Linked DNA regions of Gossypium hirsutum: region 2 is linked to region 1. Evidence: chromatin contacts called from public Hi-C data. All regions are on one chromosome and are shown on one strand. Each heading gives the region's core, a stretch centred on a gene start, on an enhancer-like site or on the middle of the called end of the contact. The rest is flanking DNA. Distances are from core to core; before and after follow the strand shown. Region 1 holds the start of LOC107920401 (serine/threonine-protein kinase STY46). Region 2 holds the start of LOC107920037 (transcriptional elongation regulator MINIYO).

What was found. A called contact is a pair of places that touch in the nucleus more often than the background predicts.
Region 2: a contact with region 1 is called in a Hi-C map of leaf, with 1.6 times the contacts expected there. The contact joins the promoter of LOC107920037 here to the promoter of LOC107920401 in region 1. A contact is called at or near these places in 10 of 34 Hi-C or Micro-C datasets (callus, fibers, leaf and 1 more).

The regions. Positions count from the first base shown.
Region 1 is chrA01:107,972,595-107,978,282 of Gossypium_hirsutum_v2.1, reverse strand. LOC107920401 (serine/threonine-protein kinase STY46) reads left to right here and starts at 3,029. Exons shown (of 16, transcript XM_016850107.2): 1 at 3,029-3,936; 2 at 4,375-4,489. The coding sequence starts at 3,548.
Region 2 is chrA01:108,108,887-108,115,355 of Gossypium_hirsutum_v2.1, reverse strand. It overlaps LOC107920037 (transcriptional elongation regulator MINIYO), which reads left to right and starts at 2,319. Exons shown (of 10, transcript XM_016849532.2): 1 at 2,319-3,412; 2 at 3,888-4,962; 3 at 5,258-5,358; 4 at 5,535-5,722; 5 at 5,865-5,970; 6 at 6,044-6,304. The coding sequence starts at 3,179. LOC107918421 (F-box protein SKIP23) reads right to left here and starts at 983. Exons shown (of 1, transcript XM_016847982.2): 1 at 1-983. The coding sequence starts at 43.

The DNA.
Region 1 (5,688 bases), core at 1,780-4,279:
ATGTTATTAATTGAGTAACTCGACATCAACTCAAGATCAATGATAACACCATGATAAACAATTATAGTATATTTAATATTATTAGTTTAATGTATTTACGTATTTAAATTTTGTTTTACTTACAATCTTAACTAATTTTTTGTTTTAATATTTTACATATTATATATGTTATTATTAATTAATTTCAAATTATATGTTTTATTATTTTTTATATATTATTTTTAAACAAGCATATATATTTTAAATACATAATTTCAACACATATGTATAATAAAATTTGAAGTAATATTTATTAAACTGCCTTACATCATATAAAGATCGGAAATTATACTTTTTAAAGGATTAATCAAAATAATTTGTATTACAGTGTTTATTATTATTTTTGTCATTAATACGATCCACGATTTGCATGTTTAGAGCCTTCATATCGCTTATAAAAGATCGACGTATATTATTAGAAACTTAAATTAGCCACATTACTATTTCCTTTTTAAGATTAAAAGATCGAAAGACGCAAACTTTTATTACATCGTAGTGGTCCATATTTGATTCGAAATTGAAAAAGTGGATGCAAATGAATCGGACGAAGTAGGTTCAAACAGGTGTCAGGTTGATTAGCAAAGAACCGAAACCAATGACGGCGACTCTGATCCTCAACGGAGAAGGTTTGGATTACATTTGATGCTATCCACTCTTATTGCAGACACGTCACCATCTACGTTTTTAACCCAACCTGTCACTTGTCCCTATCATCACGTTCTTTCTCAACCCCACACGTTACCCACCCCCAACCCATCAATTGTGATGAGTCCCCATAGTAAAATAAATAAAATCTAAATCAAATAAAAGGTGAAAGCACTCTTATTTTATCTACTTAAAAAATTATATATTAATTTTTATATATTAAATTAAAAAATAAATTAATTTAATTTATTAAAATTTTATTTCTTTATAATGTTAAAAATTGATATGATTAATAAAATAATTAAATAATGACATTTAACGTATCACATATACTTAATGTTGACGTATAATGATAAATTTTTAAAGGTAAAAATAAATAAAACTTTTAACACAAATATCAATTTATTCTTTAATTTGATATATATAAAAACTAATTTATTTATTTTCTGAATTAGATTAATAAGCAAAACAGGTGTACCAAGTACCTTGTAGGAACAAACCTTTTTGTCGGTGTCTTTCTATGCTGAAATTCAAATTGTTCACACTCCACGTGAATCATTAGTATCTCGCACATTTTCCCAACTTCCCGGTGGGTGTACTATGATTCAAGAAATTGAACAAAGTTTATATTGGATTTGATATATCTGCCAAAACATATGATTTACTGAATTTAAATAAGAAAATTTACTATACGTTGATCGATTGTAATTAAGTTAGTAATATTTAACCTGTCATTATTTGAATTGTTATTGTACAAATAATGATAATAACAATTTGTGTTTGGTTTTGTTGTAATAAAGATAATACTTGTTATGGTAGCAAAAATCAAAGGTGACCCTACAAATTAACGCTGGCCTCCAAGCAGTGAGGAATGAGGAGGAGGCTCACATTGTCGTTTTTCCTTTCTATTTATGATAATAAAAAAGATTCTATTTGCGAGAAAAAGTGATTCCATCTTCTATGAATCGGGACCATTTTTGGTTCATTTGGAGTTTTAGTGGAAACACAATCCCATGTGATTCAGTTTTATTAAAACCCAACATTTTTCACTATCACAATATTAAAAACATCATTTATTTTTTTTACTTTAATTTCATATTTTTATTTTTTATATTTGTTAAATTTTAAAATTTTAATCATGACCCAATTTATAATATTTAAATTTGTTAAATTAAATTTAAAGAAAAATTGAAGGCTAATCTAGATTGAAATTTTAAATTAAAAAAACAATTATTAAACATATAATATGAAACTAAAATAAAATTTCAAACTAAAATTTGGGTCCAAACTATAATTTCCAAATAAAAAGAAATAGTAAAAAAAATCTCTCTAATTCTTTTCGATTTCAATATTAAATAAATTAATTTTTTTTAAAATAATTTTATTCCTAATTTTGAAAGTAAATAACATCAATAGAATCAATTTATGTTATATGGCAAGAGAAAAATCTATTAATAATAAGGAACACAATATTAAATTCTTATTGGTCCATTAAAGGAAAAAAAAACCTAACAATACATAAGGAAAACATTCAAAAAAAAAAATCAATAAAATTTGCTAACCTCCCCCAGATAACTTAAGCTTAAACCTTATCTCTTCTCACCGACCATTAAAAACCAACCATGCAGAGCTTCATTTCTATTTACAACAGTTGTGCTTTTTTTTTTTTTCCAATTAAATACTTTCCAAAATTATCAATTGGATTAGCCCCAGAGAATTTTTAAAAATAAATTATTTAAAAATTATGATTTTACTTGATGAGCAAGAAAGAAAATTAAAGTAGGAAACTGCTGGAAATGTGAGGAGTTGATTAAGGCTCCAATTTCTGGCACCATGGCCATAGCTTCCTTTCCTTCTTGGTCTCTCTCAGTCACGATCATCTCATTATTTGTCTCTTTTAACATAAACATAACAAAATTCTCTAAATATTAAAAAGAACCCACCTTCTGAATATGATTACAGGTGGGAGATATTTTTATTAGGTGTATGTAAGTTGTGAAATTTACATTACATGGACTATTAGAAATTTAACATTATTAAGGATAAAATTATTTTGGGTTTCTTTAGAAGGGTTGAATATGTTCTTTTATCATTAAAAGAATGTAACTAAATTATAATTTACATAGATTAATAATAAATTGAACCAAAAAGCAAAATCTGAGAGTAAAACTCTGGCCGTATACCCAAAGGTAATTTTGATTAAGTGTAAAATATTTATTTATTTATTAAGAAAGACAAAAAAGTTAAAAAGGGGTGGAATTGTCTTTTGGGAATCAAGATCTTATCCACATCAGTGGGGACTGGTGGCACTCGGCATATGCCTTTTGGCCAAATTTTATTCGGCAAGAGGAGTAAGTGGGGGCTTCTTGGCATTGTACATAATTCATAGGTGGGTTTATCATAGGGATTAATTATTGAAATACACCAAAAGAAATTAATAGTTTTATGATACTGAGTTGTGCTGCCTTATCTTGTCTGATGTGGCCTCACCCTTTACACCTCACTTGCTTTGACCCAACCCAAATCCCTTAAAGAAGTGCACTCCTTCAGCAACAGATCAACAATATGAACGGTTTGCGCTGCTTTATCATTTTATTGATTATCACGTTTATTTTAAGATAATACATAATTAAAATTTTCGGTAAAATTTCTATATAAAAATGTTATCAATTAGTTTCCAGTATATATAAAAACAACTCCTTAATTAAATTATAAAATTAAGAATTTCACAAAACCGTAAATAAGCTACACTTTCTTTCAAGTGGTTTACAAATCTAGATAGAGTCCAATATTTATACATGCTCTAGTCTTCTTCTTTTTTGGGTCAAAAATATATACTTTAGTGTAGTGAGAGATAAATAATATGTTGTTTAGGTGCTTGGGAAATAAAACTTTTTTTTTCTTAAATCTGCGTTTTCGATATAAACTCAACGTAAACGAAAAGCAAAAGGATCATCACATTCACGCCTTTCCTTTCCTTGCCTTACCTTTTTGGTTTTTGCCTTATATCTTTAATTTCCCCTTTCATTGCGTTTGTATTTTCTTTTTTCTTCTTTCAATGGTGATGGACGATAACGAGAGCTGCGTGAGCAAAGCGAACGATTTTTCGCCGTTGCAGAGCCGGCAACAGCGGCAAAAGCTCGAGGTCTACAATGAGGTGCTCCGGCGGCTACGTGATTCCGACATTGAAGAGGCTAATCGGCCTGGCTTTGATGACGAACTTTGGGCTCACTTCAATCGTCTACCTAGTCGGTATATCCTTTATTACGTTTTTTTCCTTCTCCAAAATTTACTGCATGCATAACATACAAAAACAAATACTACTAAAATTTCTACATCCCCCCCCATCTATATCTGTAATAACAATTTTTTTAATCGAGATGCTCAATCTTAGATAAGAGTTTCTTTTTATCAATTTTTTCTGTTTGAATTTTGTTTTTCGCATTTAATTTTTGGAGTTAAGGAACTGTTTGCCTTAATATTTTATCTAAGTAAGGCTTAATATGAAATTTTCTTGCTTAAGATTTTTTTTTTGTCATTTTAATTCTTTATGGTTCGTTTTGATGCTTGGCTTGTTGCCTATAAGATCGGAAACAAGTAAAGTGAAGCAGATCTGTTTGATCCACTTTTCATTTTTGTTTTGAATTAATCAATAGTTGTTTTAATTAAGAGCGAGTTTACTCATTGCAGCTATGCGTTAGATGTGAATGTGGAAAGGGCAGAAGATGTTCTTATGCACCAGAGATTACTGCATTTGGCTCATGATCCTGCCAACAGACCGGCAATGGAAGTTCGTCTCGTGCAGGTAACTTTCTCTTTCTTGTTAGGTTTCAATTTCATAACAAGGCACTCTGATTTGCTCTACTTTTTCAGTAAAAGCGAAAATTTGTTGTATCTTTTTTTTTTGTCAATTTCGAATGATTGGTATATGGTTAATGTCATGAATCATGTGATGCGGTTCACCTTGCCTCGTCAGACTTTGGTAATTGAAAGTCGTCAGGTCCCACTTCTAAGTACCTAGCTTTTTTAGATTATTAAAACAATATTATTGTATTCTACAATAATAAGCATACAAACGTACGTATACCTTTGAGAAAATTTGGGAGTTCAAATAATATTTCTCTCTTTGGGGTTCCAGTAGCATGTTATATATGTTGCAGTATAATGTCCTTTGCATAGTGTAATCAAGCTACTGTATTCAGTTGGTTAGGTTACCTTTCCTATGATGTTTATAAAGTGCATGCTTAATTTTTCATTAATAAGTAAGTTTATGGTTTTTTACATTAAATTTGACCCATAGCTATAGCTATAGTGCCTTGGTCTGTACTGGTCACCCTAGTCAGGATGATCTCTGTCTCAAACTTAGTTGGCTGAATCTGACTTGTTCTTTCTCTCTGTGCTCTGCGTTTTCACATCATGGAGCTCAAATATTGTGTTGTATCTTCTTTTCATGGTAGTAGTGGTCATAGTAGAAAGAAAGAGAGATTCTTGTAAAACTTAAAATGTTCTTCAACATAATAATTTTCAATAGCATTTGACACTGCTAAGACTCATTTCGACATCTATCCCTACTGTACATTTTCCCTTCTAGAACGTTCTAAAATTTAGTGCATAGCATTAACTTGTTGCTGTCAATAACACATTATATTAGTTGAGGATTGCAGTTGCTACTTCTGCCATCATATTGTAAATGTTTCCTTATTTGGGCCATTAACTATCAATGAGGTCATGAGGCTAACTAATTGTAAAGCTATTCTATTTTGACAGTAGCAGTTCAATTTAAATGATTCTGCACACATATTATCATTCCTTTTTGTGACTTTGTAAACTTGAATCATGTGTAGTTTCTTATGCAGTTTGGCATTATTTGCAAATGCATGCGTGCATCTTGTGGTTAAGCATAAAAGGTTTGAATGTGTCTTTTAAATGTCATAACCTATGGGTCCTGGCTCTTTATTTGTTTTTAATTGTTCTGGTACTTGGTTGTAAACTTTTGTTTATAGT
Region 2 (6,469 bases), core at 1,070-3,569, 140 kb before region 1:
TTAGAACTAGAAGCTCTTGTGGGAGTTGAGACCAATCTGCCATTTGAGATCACTAGTTTTGCTTTGCATTCAGATCTGCTATGGGCAACAGTAGCTGCCTGCCTGCCAACTTTTCTTATTAAACATATTTAGAATAGAATTAAAAAAAAAAGTTCAAGTAAATCGATAAAATAAAAATAAAAATAATTGTTTTTTCGTTTTCTATTCTGCTTTTGAGGAACTTGATCACTTTATCCTACTCTAAAGTAGTTTCAAAATAAAATAAAAAAACCTTTGGACTCAGTTTTCTAGAAAATAATGGGAACATCTACAATGTACCTACAAATTACAGAGTGAAGAATTGTCTCGACTTTTGTCAAATGTTATTCATTTTCACATTGAGGGACGCTTACAATAATCAACTAAGAAGAGATCAATTCTTCGAATTCTTGAGAAATAAATCACAACTGACGTTGAACCAAAAAAAAAACAACTGCCACAAAATATGTACAATTAAAAGTTTCCCTGAAAGAAAATGGCAATAAATTCATACTTCATTAAGTTTTACATCAAGGCTTCAGCTTTGAAGCTGGAAAAAGGAAAAACTGCAAAGGAAAGGTATCCGATTTACAACATATTATGCAAGACCCTGGTGATATAGCTCCGAAGTCTGTAGAGCTGGGAATGGAATGCTCTTCCTTTTAGGTTTGAAAGTCAGGTCCACTTTGTTGTCTGCAGATGTAGGCTCACTTGTTCGGGGGTGTTCCCCTAATCTGGAATCTGGAAACTGCATTCATTATCCATCATATGACTCACTGGAATGGCTGTGTTTTATTATTATTATTTGAATACTGAATGGTTGTGCTTGAAGATGAGAAGACGTGGGCTGTTTATGAGGTTTTGCAAGAGCTATATGGACAGCTTCTTGACGAGATAAGATCTAAGGGAAGACCCAAAACTATTTAAGTTATGTCTTATCAGTTTAATACCAGAGACATGAAAAAAAATAACGCCGAATTTCTGGGTTTCAATCAGAGATTCATGAAAGTTACTCGACATTTAATGATACTCTTATCGAACAGTATGCTGCGGTATCTTTTGATGGTTTGTCCTATTGGTTGACAAATCTTGCCGCATTGAATGCATGATTTAATTCTCGAATCTACCATTGCAGAAATGCCTCTTGAGGTACTGACTGCTATCTGTTACTTTTGTGTTCTATTAGTACATAGCAGTTTGCTGTTTATAGTAATCTGATTGAATGCCATTAACAATGCGAGAGAAAAGAACATTGTAAACATATTAGCTGATTTCCAAATGGTAAGGCCGCAAAGATATAGAAATAATGAACTGCCGTATGGTAGAATCTCTGATTCCAACTCCTTTGCTTAACTTGGAAGTGAACAGCATTTTTGTTTAGGCTAAAATTCCTTTCATAATTCAATTGGTTCAATCAATTCATATTGATTCCTGAAATAATCAGTTCAATACTTTTCTTTGAACTGATACCTTGACTGGTTCCAATCCAATCGGTCGGTCCAATTCAAACAACCATCTCAAAATGCATGAGATTGAAGCCTAGAAAATGAGTTTGGAATGTCGTTATCAATTAATACTAGCACTCTCTTTTGGTTTTTATCTTCCTTCCTCTCATAGTTGTTGGCTCAAGTAATTAAGTGGGTTTATTTGTTCAAAGCAGAAGTTGGTTGAACCGAAATTTGGATTCTTTTTAACAGCATTGGACTCCAACAAACGATAACAGATATGTTGTAGTTGATGATGAAGATGAAAGTGGATTTGCCGACTTTGATCCCATATCAGTTTTCGCTAAGCCATTGGAAGGAGGCAATGCAGTGTGATGATTTTCCAAGAGAAAAGGGAAGCAAAATGAGTCAAACCTTGGGAAAACTGAGACAAATAATGGATGGAGAAGCAATGAAAGCTATAGGCAAGAGAAGCATGTTGAGTATCTCCTTAGGTGCACATGCAGATGTAGGTAGCCTCCATGAGGAGTGAATTGAGTGCTAGTTGGGTCACTGAAATGGACACAGATCACTCACTTAAATAGTTCAAGTACACCAGCAAGAGCATATTGAAGATGCTGGCTCTGAAAACTTCACTAGAGAATGAGGACCGATGACCATTGATGGTCAGGTCGTGCCAAAAAGAATGTTCCCTAACGATAATGTCAATGCGCAATTTAGGAGAATGAAGAAGATAGATGCAATTCAACAACTTAGGAAATAAACATGGTTCCAGTCCATGTCTCCTGAGAGTGAAATTCATGCTGAGAATCGTGCCCTATTAGCAAACATGTCACCTGAAGAAGGAACTAAACAAGCACAGAATGATCTGTCAAACAATGATATAAGCACTACAAATATAGAGAGCAATAATCCCAGTCACAACAAGCTCAAACATTACAAAGAGTGGCCTTGACAATTGCCAGGGAGTTGAGGCTGTTAAGGAATTGAGATTTTCCATGGATGGGACTATTGTTGGAAATGAGTTTGTCCATATAGAGATAAGCAAAGAAAAATCATAACAGTTTGTACATACCAGTACACATTTTCAGTAAATATTAAATGGGTAGTCTTGAGAGTAGGAATTATAAACAGCAAAAGTTGAAGCCGCACTTTGAGCTTGGAGAGGGACGATCCCTGCCAACCTTTTCCTGCGGAAGAAGTTACTCTTTTTGAGGGGATTTGCTGCTGTAGAGAGCTAAATTGGACTCAGAAGACTTGCAGAAGTTATCAAATGAGTTGAGTTGCGTATAATTTCTTAATTTCTTCCATTATTTTTACTTATTGGTTGTTTAATCGAGTCTATCCTCAATAACGTGGGTAAAAGATAAAATTTTGGTGGAACAGGGTAACGCCATCACGAGTAGATGGATCGAAATCTGACATTCGGCTATTAGAAATAGAAGCTCTGGTGGGAGTTGAGACCAATCTACCATTTGATATCACAAGTTCTGCATTTACACTCAAACGTCTATGCGCAGCAGCTGCAACAATGTTATTTCCTTTGGGTTGGGTGTGGTGGCATATACGACGAAGCCTCTCAAATGACCTTTTGGGTTGGGCCAAGTCCAGTTAGAAAGTTATTTCCTCTGGGTTGAAAACAAGACAATGTTTTTTTCGTTCAAAATTGAAACATCGAAGAGCCGGAGGAGAACCTCCCTTGAACCCTGGAACCTATGGAGAAGAAGCAGGAGCAACGAAGCGGCCATAAAACCAAAAGGAATGAAGGAAAAGTTGCTTCTTTGAAGGTATTTGCTAGCAGTTCAATCGATGGAGACGATGCTTCCAGCTTAGTTGGGAGCATAATCGAAAAGGGAATTGTTTCGAACAATGATATTAGTAAACCCATTCAACCCCCTCGCCTCTCAGTGCTTCCTTTCCCTGTTGCACGCCACCGCTCTCATGGTCCTGTAAGCCACCGCAAATTATACTCTTCTTTTTTCTTCTTCTGCAATGATTTTGTTCTCTATTTTATTTTCTTTATTGGTTTGCTATTCATTTAAGTTACTTAATTCAACAAATTTTGAACATTTATAAGATATATGAACACTTTTTATGTTTTCCTTTCTGTATTGTTTCTTTTGGGATACATAAATTACCATGCCTATGATTGTAAAGGGGAGGTAATTCGTTATTATTGATTACTACAAATTTGGGTACGGTTGTTGCTTGGAAGAGTAAGGCAAAACCATAAGTTTAATACCTAACAAACATGGGTTTGGATTTTGGAATGGGGGCAATCAACTAATACTAGCAGTAATGGTGTTCCTTTTTGGTTTTATCTCCCTATCTGTTATTATTTAATTAACTGGGTTTATTTTTGGTTGAGTTTGATTTGTTCAAAGCAGAAGTTGCTTGAACTGATACTTGGATTTGTTTTCACAGCATTGGACTCCAAGAAGTGATAACAGAAATGTTGTTGAAGAAGATGATGAAGATGAAACTGGATTTGCTAACTTTGATCCTATATCGGTTTTCGGTGAACCTATACGGAGGAAAGAGAAAAAGAATTTGGATCTTAGCCATTGGAAAGAGGCAATGCAGGGTGATGATCTTTCCCAGAGAAAGGGAAGGGAAACAAACCAGTCAGACGTAGGGAAAACTGAAAGACAAATGATGGATGGAAAAGCCATGAAAGATCTAGGCAATAAAAGCATGTTGAGTAACTCCTTTGGTGCACATGCAGATGTAGCCTCCATGGATGTAGAATCACATCTAAATGCCCATAGGCCTTTAGCTAAAGCTGAAGAAGCCATGAGGAGTGAATTGACTGCTAGTTCAGTCACTGGAATGGACCTAGATGACTCACTTCAGTTACAAAAAGAAGAGCATGTTAAAGATCATGATTCTGAAATTTTCAGTAAAGAATCAGGAACGATGGTTGTTGATGGCCAGGTCATGGCGAAAAGAATGTGTCATAATGATAGTGCCAATGTGGAATTCAAGAGAATGGAGAAGATAGATACCATGGCTCCAGAGCAATTCCGCAACTTAGGAAATGAACGCGGGTCCATGTCTCTTGAGAGTGAAATTGATGCTGAGAATCGTGCCCGATTAGGGAACATGTCACCTGAAGAAATAAAAGAAGCACAGGCTGAGATTTTGCTGAAGATGGATCCTGCTTTGCTAAACTTACTGAAAAAACGAGGCCAAGAGAAATTAAAGAAGCAAATTGACACACACTCAAATCAGGCTGCTGAGAGTCAATTTGGAATTAGATGTGAAAATCAGTCAAACAATGCTATGAAAGCTCCAAATATAGATAGCAATAATCCCACGGTCACAACAAGCTCAAACATTACAGAGAGTGGCCTTGACAATGGTGTAAAGCAGAACGTAGATTCCGCAAGTGGCAGTTTGTGGGATGCTTGGAGCCAGAGAGTTAAGGCTGTTAGGGAATTAAGGTTTTCCTTGGATGGGGCTGTTGTTGAAAATGATTTTGTTCAGATACCAGAGATACGTAAGGCAAAATCATAACCATCCTTCTGTTCTTTTTTTTTTTTTTTTGGTACATTTTTACTTAGTTGCTTTTATACATACCTGCTCGCATTTTTTGCTAAATATTATGTATCAATAGGTAAATGGTAGACATTAGATCTTGTTGTCACTTTCTTGATAAACTCACTAAAACTATATTTGGTGGCATTTATTTGTTTGTCTAGAGAACAGTTTATAAATAAACTCTAGCCATACAAGGAACGGCAGATGACTGAATAAATATTGTTTTGCCTTTTCCTTCTATTACTGTATTGCAGGAGGTGATATTGTTGCTGAACGTGACTTCTTACGAACAGAGGGAGATCCTGGTGCTTCAGGTTATACAATTAAAGAAGCAGTTGCACTCACAAGAAGCATGGTCAGTTTATATTTTATTTATTATTTTATTGGATGACATGTAGATCTTTAATGCAAATGCAGCTGCATGTTGTCATGATATAGCTAGATTGTGCATGTCAATCTTAAATATTGTTGCAGTTTATCTTTGATATGACTATACTGATCTCCTGTTTTTACTGATATTGTTGACTTTAGATTCCAGGTCAACGGGCCCTTGCATTGCATCTCCTTGCATCTGTGCTTGATAAGGCATTACGTAATATTTATCTCAATCCAATTGGCTCTACTCCGGCTGATAAGGACAATGTTGACAGCACTGTTGACTGGGAAGCTGTTTGGGCTTTTGCACTGGGCCCAGAACCTGAGCTAATCTTATCATTAAGGTTAAATGAATTTTTATCCCAAAAAACCGAATAATGTTAAGTCAAACTGTTCTTTTTCCTGTTAAAATTTAGATGTTGATTCATAAAATGATTTTGATTCTGTATTCTTTACCCTTGAATTTGAATATTTTGAAATCTGTAGGATGTCGCTTGATGATAACCACAATTCTGTAGTTTTAGCAACAGCCAAAGTTATTCAGTGCGTATTGAGCTGTGATATAAATCAGAGTTTCTTTGATCTTTTGGAGGTAGATTTCTATCTTTTATATGCCTTGTATGTCCATATGTAATGTTTAGTTTAACCAATGTTCTATATTGCAGAAAACAGCAATTGACATGAGGGGTACTTATACTGCTCCTATATTTCGGTCTAAACCAGAGATTGATGTTGGTTTCCTTCATGGTGGATTTTGGAAATACAGTGCTAAACCTTCAAATGTTCTTCTTTATGGAGATAATATTGTGGAAGATGAAACTGAAGGGAAGCATACAATTCAGGATGACATTGTTGTTGCTGGACAAGATTTTGCTGCTGGTTTGGTTAGGATGGGAATCCTTCCGAGGATTCGATATCTTTTGGAGGTGAGCAGAATAAATCGATTATGTTTACTTAAGTTCTTGATATACCTGCCATAAGGTTTACGCTTATGTTTTATTCAAATTTAATAAACTTGTTATCTAGTTTAAACAATTGACTTTTTTGTGGGTCGTGTGAAGAGAAATTAGTACTGATTTAGAATTTGTGCT